Regions from separate parts of the Oryctolagus cuniculus genome. Here region 1 is linked to region 2. Evidence: chromatin contacts called from public Hi-C data. All regions are on one chromosome and are shown on one strand. Each heading gives the region's core, a stretch centred on a gene start, on an enhancer-like site or on the middle of the called end of the contact. The rest is flanking DNA. Distances are from core to core; before and after follow the strand shown.

Region 1 (5,839 bases), core at 3,187-5,686, 270 kb before region 2:
GGTTCTTTGGGATGGACCTCGAACTCAGAAGACCCAGGAAACGTCGGGACAGAGGGCAGCAAGGCAGTGAGAAGAAGCCAGAAGCTGGCTGCTGGCTGCTGGCTGCCGGCTCCCAGCTTTTAACAAGAGCAGCACTGGTGAGCTGGCCCAGCTCCCTGGGAAGGAAACACAAAACAAACGGTCAGAGAAGACACCCATCTGGGGCCTCAAAGGTGCGCTAGGCTGGAACGCAACCTCTACTCCCTGGATTCCATCTCTCAAGACCCAAGCCAGGTCTGGAGCAAGACAGCAACAAGAGGAGGAAGAGGTCCCTATCTGGGCGATAGCCCAGCAAAGCAGGGAGGAAAAGGGAAAACACTAGGTGCAGGAACAGTGAATGCTCGGATGGTCTTTTCAACACTTTAGATACCAGGACCAATCTACTGCAAGATTTGTTACTATCAACTGATTACTAGTAGTCACGAGGTACTAGAGGTGTCCCTGGTACTAATACTCTTGTGACTGCATTTTGCAAGTGAGCCAGCTGAGGAACGGAGAGGATAAGTAACTCACTCAAGTTCCCATTCCTGGAAAGTAGCAAGGCTGGGTGTTAAACCCAGACCATCAGCTTAAGAGTTCATGTTCTCAATCACTGCACTTAGTCATAGCAGCCCCAAAGAACATTCCTAAGGAAATTTAACATGAGTTGAATCTACTTTGATGTAATACAATAAGGACTATACTTAGCATTTCCCCGGTAGTTGATAATTTACACAGGGTTTTACTTCCGTCATTATGAAACTGCAGCCCTTCTTGCTATTTGACTTCAGCTTAGTCACTAGCTAAGCCTCAGTTTTCCCATCTGTGAAGTGGGATAATAATAAAACTTGTCGGGAGGATTCAGTGGGATAAAACCTTTGCAAGGCTTAGCCTGTTCCCAAGTCCATAATAAACCCTCAGGTAAGTGTTGGTGGCCACTGTTGCTGTGACTGCTTTTAATACTTCCCTCAAGCTGCATGACAACCTGGGAGGGAGGATTTATTATCCTCATTTCTCAGGTTCAGAAAAGGAAACTCACCAAAGGTAGACATTAGCCATGGAGCAGGTCAGAAAACAGAAACACTGGACATGGAAAATCTGGGGCCCGTGGAAGGCGCACTGGGTATCCTCCCCTGCTCCCAACCCTCAACTCCACCTCCTCTCATTTCCCAGGATGTGCTGGGAACATGAACATGAACATGAACCAGAACCAGACCAGGTCAAGGAAAGTTTGAAGATATTGCAAGTTCTGGCTCAGGGAGAAACTGAAAAGTATGAAGAAAGACGTAAAGGTGCAAATAGGTTCCCATCTAGGGGCAAGTGAGCAACACCTCCTCCATTAGCAAGTGCCAGAGGGCAGGAGGAACCAAGGTCACCTATTTCCATCAGCTGGAGCCCAGTGAGCCACACTGGCTTGGCCACAGCAGGTGCGGGGATGTCATGAGGCAGGAAGTAGAGAATAGTCTAAACACTGTCTACAACGATCAAACACCATTTGAAAGCTGCATTCCACTTTGCAGGTGTGTGCGCATGTGTTTATCCCTTCAGCTGTCTGTACTTCTGCACTCTGATGAACTTGTTACGGTTTCTATCAGCGCACCCTGCTCAGGCACACGCTGTGTTCCATCGTGTGGCCCCAGGCAAAGACAGAGAGATTCAATGATTAAGTCAGCCCATCTTATGAAGTATAAGAGCTTCGCCAACTTTTGTCAGGAATAGGATTGGGAGATCCAGGGACTCAGGGTGTCTAGCTTTACAGCTGTTCTCTTTTTCAAGATTCATTTATTTGAAAGTCAGTTACAGTGAAAGAGGAAGAAACATACAGGGAGAGGAGAGTGATAGTCCATCACTGGTTCACTCTCCAAATGGCCAAAACAACCAGGGCTGGGCTAGGCAGAAGCCAGGAGCCAGGAGCTTCCTCCAGGTCTTCCTCGTGGGTGAAGGGGCCCAAGGACTTGCATCATCCTCTGCTGCTTTCCCAGGCACATTAGCAGGGAACTGGACTGGAAGCGGAGCAGCCACTTGGGATGCCGGTACTGCAGACAACGGCTTAACCTACTGCACCACCATGCCAGCCCTTGCAGCTGTTTTTGTCAGACTGAAAATCATGGACTTCTTTGCACATTCATTTTGCAGAGCCCTCACAAACAGCGTTTCCTTTTTAGATAAACGAAGAGTTCTTGCTTTGTGTCCTCTATTATAAGGTGATTTATTTAAAAAAAAAAAAAAACCTTATTGCACGCTACTTGGAGAGTTTCTTCTTATTAGCATTCCACGATCAACTCAGCAAACTGTTACTGGACACTCTCTGGGTGCCAGGCTCAGGGCCCAGGCCCTCACAGAACAATGGACAAGACAGACTCCCCACGCAGCTTACAGCCAAGGAACCCTGGCCATTACTGATAGCTTTGGTTAGCCAAAAAGACAGCGCCACCAACCATCTGGGATCCCCCCACCCCCAGTCACTAGGGTATGGCTTGGTCCATCGTAGCCATTTCATATTCTTTAACTCAATTCACGGTGCAGTTAAAAATATATGCGTTTTTTACTCTTAATTAGATGATATTCTACTTATGTCCACAAGGTGGAGATCTTGCTTAAACCAAGCTGCAAGCTCTGCTTTTAAAAAATTCCTGAGTAGAAGTTAACCAAAAGACAAAAAATTAAATTCAATTTATTGAGTGCTTATTTAATGCAATGAACTATGTTAGGTGGTAAAAGAAATAAAAAGTCAGTAAGACATAGCCCCTGCCTTCTAGGGAGAGACAGGGGAGGGAGCTTGCGCAAGGCAGAAACAGAATGCCTTTTAATGAATTAATACATTTTCATCTATCCATATGGGACTCATAGTAATCTCAGCACAGACAAGGGATATAAAAAGCCATGATTCAGTCACCAGTGCAGTTGCGAATAAATTCAAAAAAGACCCCCACGCTTCGGCCCATATGTACTTCCACACCAGGGACAACACAGCATGGTTACACCGGGTCAGCACTTGCAGACTCCAAATGCGGTTTTCTGATGCCTCTGCTCAGCTACAAACATTGGAGTGTCTGTCCTATAACCCTAGAACATTCTTTCTAAAGAGAATCAGGGCCAGCTACTGAGGTAGTACCATTGAAACGCCCCTGCGCACCTGATGGAGAGAATACAAAGAAGAAAAAGAGCAAGGGGAAGGAAACAGATTTCAAACTCTGGCTTTCAAACAGGCAGATTCCACCTACCTTCCCAACCTGTGTCTCATTTGGGAGCAGCCAGGTTTGGATCTGGGACACACTGAGGCAGAAAGGGAAAGGAAAGAACAGATTAAATTCCAAGAGGTGCATTCCTGGAGGACTGAACCCAGGGGTGGCTGGAAGATATGTTGGTGTTTTTGTTTGCACCTCAAACCCCCATCTCACCCCCACTTCTGTTTTCCTTAAACCAGTACATCAAATGCAACATAGGGCTATTTTTGTTTCATTGAAAATCACATTTGGGGAATACAGGACTGACAAGCGACAGAGTGGAAAACCTAAGCATCCTGATTTGATTAAATCATGTTAAGTCTCTCAAGTGCCTTGCAGCCAGGACCCCTGAACGTGACTTTGAGCCTCTGCACTTGCTAACCGTGGGGTCTGGAGCAAGCCTGCCTTCTCAGTGCCTCGGTTTCCTCGAGAGCACAACAGTATCATTTCTATTGGGAAGTCGTCCCTGGCACCTCTGCGCCAGCACGAGGTTGGGTCCCAGGTTATAACGGTGCGCCCTGGGAACGGATCTGGGGGTTTATACACCGTTTGTGTCCAGAGCTCAGGACAGTGGCTTTGTTGAGGGATCCACCCATGACTGGGAACCAGCCCAGGTATTCCACGTGCCCAGCGCGGTTTCAAGCCCTGTTGAGTCCCTTGGGAGAGGCGCAACCTCAAAGCTCGCAGTGACCAGGAGCGGGGAGCACGCTCGAGAAAGGGGGGTGCTGGTGCAAAGTTGTGAGCCACCAAGGGTGCCTCTTCCCGCCTGCAGCCCCATCCTCGGTGGCTCGGAGAGATTACCGGGGGCTGACACAAGGCAACGTGAGCCTCACTGTCGCAAACGGAGAAAGCATAGGGACCCGCCCTGACTCTTGCGCCCGGAGTGCGGGGAGGTGAGTGGGGGGTCCGGCGGAACTTCGCGGGAGACCGGACGCTGCCCGGGCCAGCACCCGGCGAGCACCCCACGCAGCGAGGGCCAGGCCCGCCGCGGACGCCGAGCCTGCGCCGTCCCCTTCGGAGCCCCAGCGCGGGCGCAGCCGGCTGTGCTTCCTCCTACCCCTAAGCCTCCGACCGAGCCTAGGGCCGTCTCTCCGGCTTGTACGGCGCCATCGCCGCTTTAAGGGGAAGAGGACGGGAAGGGGGCGGGGGAGCGGGGGGCGGGGAGTGGCGGCGGAGGAGGGGGAGGGGGATCCCCCTCGCTCCCACGTGGTGCGGGCGCCTGTGAATCGCGCCCGCCGGAGGGTCTCACAGCGAAATACAAAAGCAGCTGGGAAGCGGCGGCGAGGCGAGTTCCCAGCGCCGCACAGAGCCCCGCAGCGCCCGGCGGCCGCCATGGGGCTGAGGCGCCCGAAGCCCCGGAGCCAACGAGCGGCCCGGCCCACCTCGCCGCCGGGACCTGGGCGCCCCGGCTCGGCTTGAAGCGGCGGCGGCGGCGGTGGCGGTGGCGGCGGCACCGGCGCGGCCACAGGAGCATGGGCAGGAGGATGCGGGGTGCCGCCGCCACCGCGGGGCTCTGGCTGCTGGCGCTGGGCTCGCTGCTGGCGCTATGGGGCGGGCTCCTGCCGCCGCGGACAGAGCCGCCCGCCTCGGGGCCGCCCGAAGACCGACTCCCGCGCCTCGCAGCCCGGATCGGCGGCCCGGCACCCGCGCCTCGCTTCCCTCTGCCCCCGCCTCTGGCCTGGGACGCCCGCGGCGGCTCCTTGAAAACTTTCCGGGCGCTGCTCACCCTGGCTGCCGGCGCTGACGGCCCGCCCCGGCGGCCCCCGGGCGAGCGCAAGCGGCACGTGCCAGCCGGGCGGTCCCGGCCGGAGGAGGAGAGCGCCGCCGTGCACGGGGGCGTCTTCTGGAGCCGGGGCCTGGAGGAGCAGGTGCCCCGGGGCTTCTCCGAGGCCCAGGCGGCGGCGTGGCTGGAGGCGGCGCGCAGCGCCCGGGTGGTGGCCCTGGAGCGCGGGGGCTGCGGGCGCAGCTCCAACCGACTGGCTCGCTTCGCCGACGGCACCCGCGCCTGCGTGCGCTACGGCATCAACCCCGAGCAGATCCAGGGCGAGGCCCTGTCCTACTACCTGGCGCGCCTGCTGGGCCTCCAGCGCCACGTGCCGCCGCTGGCGCTGGCTCGGGTGGAGGCGCGGGGCGCACAGTGGGCGCAGGTGCACGAGGAGCTGCGCGCGGCTCACTGGACCGAGGGCAGCGTCGTGAGCCTGACGCGCTGGCTGCCCAACCTCACGGACGTGGTGGTGCCCGCGCCCTGGCGCTCGGAGGACGGCCGTCTGCGGCCCCTACGCGGCGCTGGGGGCGAGCTGGCCAACCTCAGCCAGGCGGAGCTGGTGGACCTGGTGCAATGGACAGACTTGATCCTCTTCGACTACCTGACGGCCAACTTCGACAGGCTCGTAAGCAACCTCTTCAGCTTGCAGTGGGACCCGCGCGTCATGCAGCGCGCCACGAGCAACCTGCACCGGGGCCCCGGCGGGGCGCTGGTCTTTCTGGACAACGAGGCGGGCTTGGTGCACGGCTACCGGGTGGCGGGCATGTGGGACAAGTATAACGAGCCGCTGTTGCAGTCCGTGTGCGTGTTCCGCGAGCGGACCGCGCGG
Region 2 (6,385 bases), core at 2,862-5,361:
AGGCCGGTTCATTCTTGTCCACATTGTTTTATTTAGATTTAAAGAAAACATACACAGTTGAATTGTTTTTGTTTACTACTCAACGATTTACATACTTATTTCGATACAGTCCAACATTACAAATGTAGGATGCAGCAATGGGAAAATTTAGATTTAAGTTTTGGGGTATTTTATGTTTTGAAGGGTAACTTATTTGTATTTATTTGAGAGGCAGCGTGACCCACACGCACACACACAGAGCTCAGAGAGAGAGAGAAAGAGGGAGAGAGATCCTCCATGTGCTGGTTCACTCCAATGCCTGCAACTACAGGGGCTGCACCAGGCTGAAGCCAGGAGCCCAGAATTGGATTAGAGTTCTTTATGTTGTCAGTAGCCCTTCCTATAAACTTTGTCAATGTTGGGACTATCTTAAAGAATGTAAATGACAGGAAAACTCCAATTAGTCAAAGTGTCCAGGGAATAGGAGACCCCAGGTTATCTCAAAGCTAACCAGAACATCCTTTCCACACCAACTCCTGACGTTGGAGCTGAGTTTCCTGCTTTAAGAGGCACAGTTTGCTCCAGGACAAATTGGGTGTTTGATAGCTCAGGGTCAGGCTGACTCTCCTCGACCCCAATTCCCACTGTCCAGACAAAACAAAACAGAACTGGAGTCTGGGTGGGATTTGCACTTGACCCTAAGACATGTTTCGAGGCTCTTGAAATGTATTATATTTTGTTTCTTTCTCCTTGTATCTCTGTGTGTATTTGCTAAACTTGGAGTTTTGCCTAAACAAATCCCATTTAAATCAAGATTCTCCCATATTTAACTTTTTTCATTTAGTCCTTATGGAGGATGTAACTGATGCCGTGGCCATCAGCAGCTGGGAGCCATCCTTCTGCACTCGGCCTAGTGTCCAGTACAGGGGATTTGGAGAAATGAGTCCCTCCCCTAGCCACCCCCTACTTGCTCCCTCACCAGAGCAATGCGGGTCTTGCACCTGATTGCTTCTGCCAATCTCTTTCACTGTTTGGATCAGGGACACTCAACCTGGGCAGGACTGAGACTTTGGGTTGGCTAATTGTTCTGTTGTAGTAGGAGGCGGTTCTGTGCTCTGTGGGACGCTTAGTGACACGTCTGGCCCCTGCCCACCAGAGGCCAGCACAGCTCTCTCCCCACGTGCTCAGCTGTGACAACCAGACATGTCTACAGACACTGCAAAATGCTCCCCAGGGGGCAAAATTGCCCCCCAGTTGGAAATTACTGGTCTAGATGGAAGCACAATTATTCTTATTTTCTCCCTCTTGTCGAGGTTAGGTGTTTCCTTGACCTTGGCAAGTAATTTCATAACATATTTCCTGCTATTTCGTGGAAGAACAAAAATAATTCTCTGATGAAAGTAATATTTGGACTTGAATTGTATGAGGCAAGCCTTGTTAAAATATGGCCATGGGTTCTGCATTGTTTTCGGAAGGAAGTACATTTGTTTTCGGCATCAATCCTGATCTCGATTTTAAATACCGAATTTTCATACTTGTAGAGATTTCCCTTGAGGTCATTGTCATTAGGGACATCAAGTCGGTACCCGAGTTGCAGCCCTTGGTGTTGTGCTGTCATCCTCAATTTCACTTCCGCATCTGTCTCAGAAGCATGTTCTCTGCCTTTGCTGCTTTCTGAGCTTAATACGTTTTCACCCAATGTGTGTGTATGTGTGTGTGTGTGTGTGTTTTAAGAAATCCGTTATCATTCTCTCCAGTGGATTAAGTTGTTTAAATTTGTTGTTATTGAAGAATAGTTTGTATCTATCTTTAAAATATGCTAAATTGGTTAAATTTGGTTAGTTCAGAGCCCCAATTTTAAGCCAATGGTGGAAAGTCTGCTATTAAAAGGGGTAGAAGCTAAAGTGATTTCAGATAAGCAGATTCTGTGATTAGGAGAGTTACAAACACACGTTGAATATAAAATTTCAAGCAATTAAGTTACTATGTTCTGGCATAATATAATGATGTACTGTATACATATACCACTTTTCAGGTTCACCAGATTTTCTGTCTTATTTTTATTTAACCTGTCAAAAAAAACCAGGATACAAAACTGTAAGTGCTATTAGACTTTATGGAAAATTTCCACAAACATAGACAAAGCCTAGATGATAAAAATTGTAATAGTTGTATTGATTATAGCTGATCCTTTTCCCTAACCAAATTTTCTATGGATTATTGCTTACATACATTTAAGGTAGCTTATATTTTTCTGACCTTAAAAGTAACATGTCCACAGGAAGTTCACTGGAAATACAAAAAAGTACAATGAAAACCTGCTGTGTCATCACCTCCCAGAGACAATTCCTATAAACATTCAGGAAATGTTTCCTTCCATCCTTTTTTTTATTCTTACAAAACTTAGATCACCCTGAATAAGCAAATCTTTATCCTGATGGTTTTTGTTTTTTTTTTTTTTTACAGGCAGAGTGGACAGTGAGAGAGAGAGACAGAGAGAAAGGTCTTCCTTTGCCATTAGTTCACCCTCCAATGGCCGCCGCGGTCAGCGCGCTGCAGCCGGTGCATCGCGCTGATCCGATGGCAGGAGCCAGGTGCTTCTCCTGGTCTCCCATGGGGTGCAGGACCCAAGCACTTGGGCCATCCTCCACTGCACTCCCTGGCCACAGCAGAGAGCTGGCCTGGAAGAGGGGCAACCGGGACAGAATCCAGCACCCCGACGGGGACTAGAACCCAGGGTGCCGGCGCCGCAAGGCGGAGGATTAGCCTAGTGAGCCGCGGCGCCGGCTGATTTTTAATCATAGTTAACATGGATAGAAATGCATGGTTGGCTCTGGGTATCTGTGGGGGGATTGGTGCCAATACACCCCTCCCCACTCCAACAGATTCCGAAATCCTTGGATGTTCAAGTCCCTTATATAAAATAGCAGTATTTGCATGTAGCCTACTCACATTTTCCTGGATAATTTAAATCATCTTTAGATTACTTGTAATACCTAGTACACTACAAGTGTTATGTAAATAGTTGTCAGAGTGCATTGTTTAGGAAAAAGGAAAAATGCTGGTCCATGTTCAGCACAGTTGCAACTGCTGTAGGCCTGACTGTATTTTTCGTCTGAGATTGGCTAAATCCGTATGGAGCCCATGGATGGGGTCCAACTGTAACTAAAATAGTTAAACTGTCCCACCGGGGCAGAGGTTAAGCTGCTGCCTGGGACACCCACATCCTATATCCAAGTATGGAGGTCTGAGTATTGGCTCTGATTCCAGCTTCCTGTTCATGCTCATCCTGAGAGCAGTGGTAACAGCTCAAGTACTTGGATCTCTGCTATCCATGTGGGGAACCTGGGTGGAGTTCCTGGATCCTGGCTTTGGCCTGGCCTTGCACCACCTGCTGTGGACATTTGAGGAGGGAACCAGCAGGTGGAAAAATCTGTCTCTCTGTCTCTCTCTGTCTCTGTGCCTGTCAAGCAAATATAAAAATAAAATTAAAACTGCCCTACAGTGTGGGACTTCAGTGTGAGTTCCTGTTCTCCAGCACACAGCAGTGAAGATCTCAATGCATAAATCTTTGCAGACATGTCTGTGTAGCACTTGCAGCTAAAACTTGAAAAGACAAGTACAGGGTCAAGAGGTAGGAATTGCTAAGACTCCATTCATATCGCCAAATTACCTCCAGAAGGCTGTGCCCATTTTCAGTCTTTCTTTATTGGCAATCCCCCTGAAGGGCTTCCATCTCATTCTGTCAGCCTCCAGGCTCATGAAGACATTTCCCCAGGGACATTCTTCAGCTATGTCAATGTAATGAGATCCATCTCGAGATATCTGTCAACAGCCTCCCTGGACCCATCTCAGAACCATCTGTCAATGGCAACTCTAATATATTTTGGGAAGATGCTGATGCCGTTGTCAAAAACAAGTTTGCAGTTGAATCAGGTTTTCCAATCAGCTAGGTTGCAGAACTGAACTGTGTTATCCGTATGTGACTATGTTCGTGGGATATCCGAAGCCACCATGTAGGATCATGTCCTTGTAAATCTAAGGGCAAGTTGCGAGATAGGGGATGCGGATGACCTTTCATGTGGATTCTGTACGGCTCACACCATCCCAACCATGTCAAACATTTGGCAGCAGCAACTGAGTGCCAAGCCTTAGCTCCAGGCAATACTGAGGTGGAAAACACCACTCAGACGCAGGGCTGTGTTACTTAGAGAGGCACAGTGGCTTCGTCTGATTATGACACATGCCATGGATTTAAATTCCACACCACTTAAGGATCTTTCAGCAAGACCAACCAATGTGATGTTATATGTGGTTCCAGGAAATATAAAGGGTCGGCTTCCTCCACTACATGAAAAAAATTCTGTGATTTGCAAAACATCATACGCAACCATACATATGTATGTGAATGTATATGTGTGTATCACTGTCAACATGGTATTATAGGCTGGCGCCACGGCTCAATAGGCTAATCCTCTGCCTGCAGCACTGGCACACCGGGTTCTAGTCCTGGTTGGGGCGCCGGCTTCTGTCCTGGTTGCTCCTCTTCCAGTCCAGCTCTCTGCTGTGGCCCAGGGGGCAGTGGAAGATGGCCCAAGTCCTTGGGCCCTGCACCCGCATCGGAGACCAGGAGAAGCACCTGGCTGCTGGCTTCGGATCAGCACGGTGCGCCGGCTGTAGCGGCCATTGTGGGGTGAACCAACAGAAAAGGAAGGCCTTTCTCTCTGTCTCTCTCTCTCACTGTCCACTCTGCCTTTCAAAAAAAAAAAATGGTGTTATTAAAGTTCTCAACTGACTTAAAATTGCAAGTGCCAGCGATTGCCTGATCTCATCCCCTTTCAGACCGTCCCTGGACACTTGACCTCCACAAAGAACGATGGACCCCAAATCACCGAATCAGTCTACCTTTCAAGGGGAAGTTGCAGGTTCCCACCAGTTGGATGACCAGAGAGGTCTCTGCCCTCAAAAGGATGATGGGATCACAGGTCTCTTTCCTCTGTACCATTCACAAATTGAGTCACTTTCTGAAGGGTCACAGATAGCATGAAGTCCTCAGTATCCAGAATGTTCCTTCCCCAGCTGGACCCCATCATTTCCTTGGCATTGGTCTAAATGAATCAAACCACCACAGCCAGAGTGAACAGGGAGCCCGAGGAACAGACAAAAGTCAGGTGCCTCTCCCCCTTGCCGATACGGCAGCCTGGAAAGGCAGGCCTGACCTGAAGCTCCTGTCGCTGTGAGTAGCTTCAGTAGGAATGAGTTGTACCCAGCCACCCCCAGTGCGAGCTCCAAGCTGTGCTAGTGTGTCTCCTGCATGTGTCTTGTGGGGGATGATGGGAGTGGCCTACACTTGATGTCATCACCCTGCGGCCAGCTCTCGCCCCAATGACATTCTCATGGAACGGAGGCCAGAAACCAGATGATTTCTTCTGCGTGTGTTTTGGAAGTATTCCTGACCTGAGTGTAGGACGAGAGAAGGGAGATTAAAAGCACCAATGTTTTGAAAGTCCTGTTAGCTGTTCGATCACATGTGCTTGACCACCAGTTCTGTGAGCCAGGGCTTGTCTCTCTTGGAGAGAAGAGGACACTGGGCCCTCAGAGGTTAAGTGCTTCCCCATACATCACACAGGAAAGAAATGGCAAAGCCAGGAAGTAAACCTCAGGCTGCCTGATGGAACGGGCTCTTCTCTCCATCACAGCACAGCCTGACTCTCAAGTAAAAATGCTCCTCCTGGACTGACTTCTGGCATGAACTTGGGGCCTACAGATGCACCATCCTGTCCCGCTGCTTTGGCGTTGCCATTGAACTGTTGGCAGAGCAAATCCCAGGGAGATCCGAATCCAAACAAGGCCTTAGATTTCATCACTTTGATGAAAAAATTACCATTAGAAGCCACGGTATAGTGCTTATAAATCAGTGTGATTTTTATGTGTCAATTTTTCTATCTGAATGAACCCAATGCATCCTATGCCAATGTTACAAATTTGCATATCTGGGACAGGCATATGGTGTAGCGGTGAAGACGCCCACATCCCATATCTGTGCACCTGGGTTTCAGTCCTGGCTCTGTTCCCATCTAGTTTCCTGCTAATGCACACCCTAGGAGGCAGTAAGTGATGGCTCAAGTAGTTGGATCCCTGTCTCCCACATGGGAGACTTGGATTGAGGTTCTGATTCCTGGCTTTGATCTGGTCCAGCCTTGAAGTATGTTTGGGGAGTAAACCAGCAGATGGGTGCTCTCTCTTAGTCTGTCTATCTCTGTATCTCTCTGCCTCTTAAATAAATAAAAACATTTTCAAACTTGCATATCTGATTACAAGTTTTTTTCCATCTCCCATTCCTCAGACATGGGAGCCCTGCCCATCATGATACACCTAGGCTTCAGAACTGCCTCTCCTCTTGCTT

What was found. A called contact is a pair of places that touch in the nucleus more often than the background predicts.
Region 1: a Hi-C map of an unstated tissue shows a contact between it and region 2, with 3 times the contacts expected there. The contact joins the promoter of FJX1 here to the enhancer-like site in region 2. A contact is called at or near these places in 2 of 6 Hi-C or Micro-C datasets (psoas muscle and an unstated tissue).

Annotation. Positions count from the first base shown.
Region 1 is chr1:30,374,727-30,380,565 of mOryCun1.1, reverse strand. FJX1 (four-jointed box kinase 1) reads left to right here and starts at 4,436. Exons shown (of 1, transcript XM_002709052.5): 1 at 4,436-5,839. The coding sequence starts at 4,718. LOC103351281 (a long non-coding RNA gene) reads right to left here and starts at 150. Exons shown (of 4, transcript XR_001794462.3): 1 at 1-150.
Region 2 is chr1:30,106,652-30,113,036 of mOryCun1.1, reverse strand. No RefSeq gene overlaps it. Among named protein-coding and RNA genes, the nearest start is that of LDLRAD3, 35 kb to the right of the region's middle. Within about 2 kb of position 4,111, at least 1 of the 8 cell types and tissues checked has an H3K27ac peak or open chromatin away from gene starts, as enhancers often do.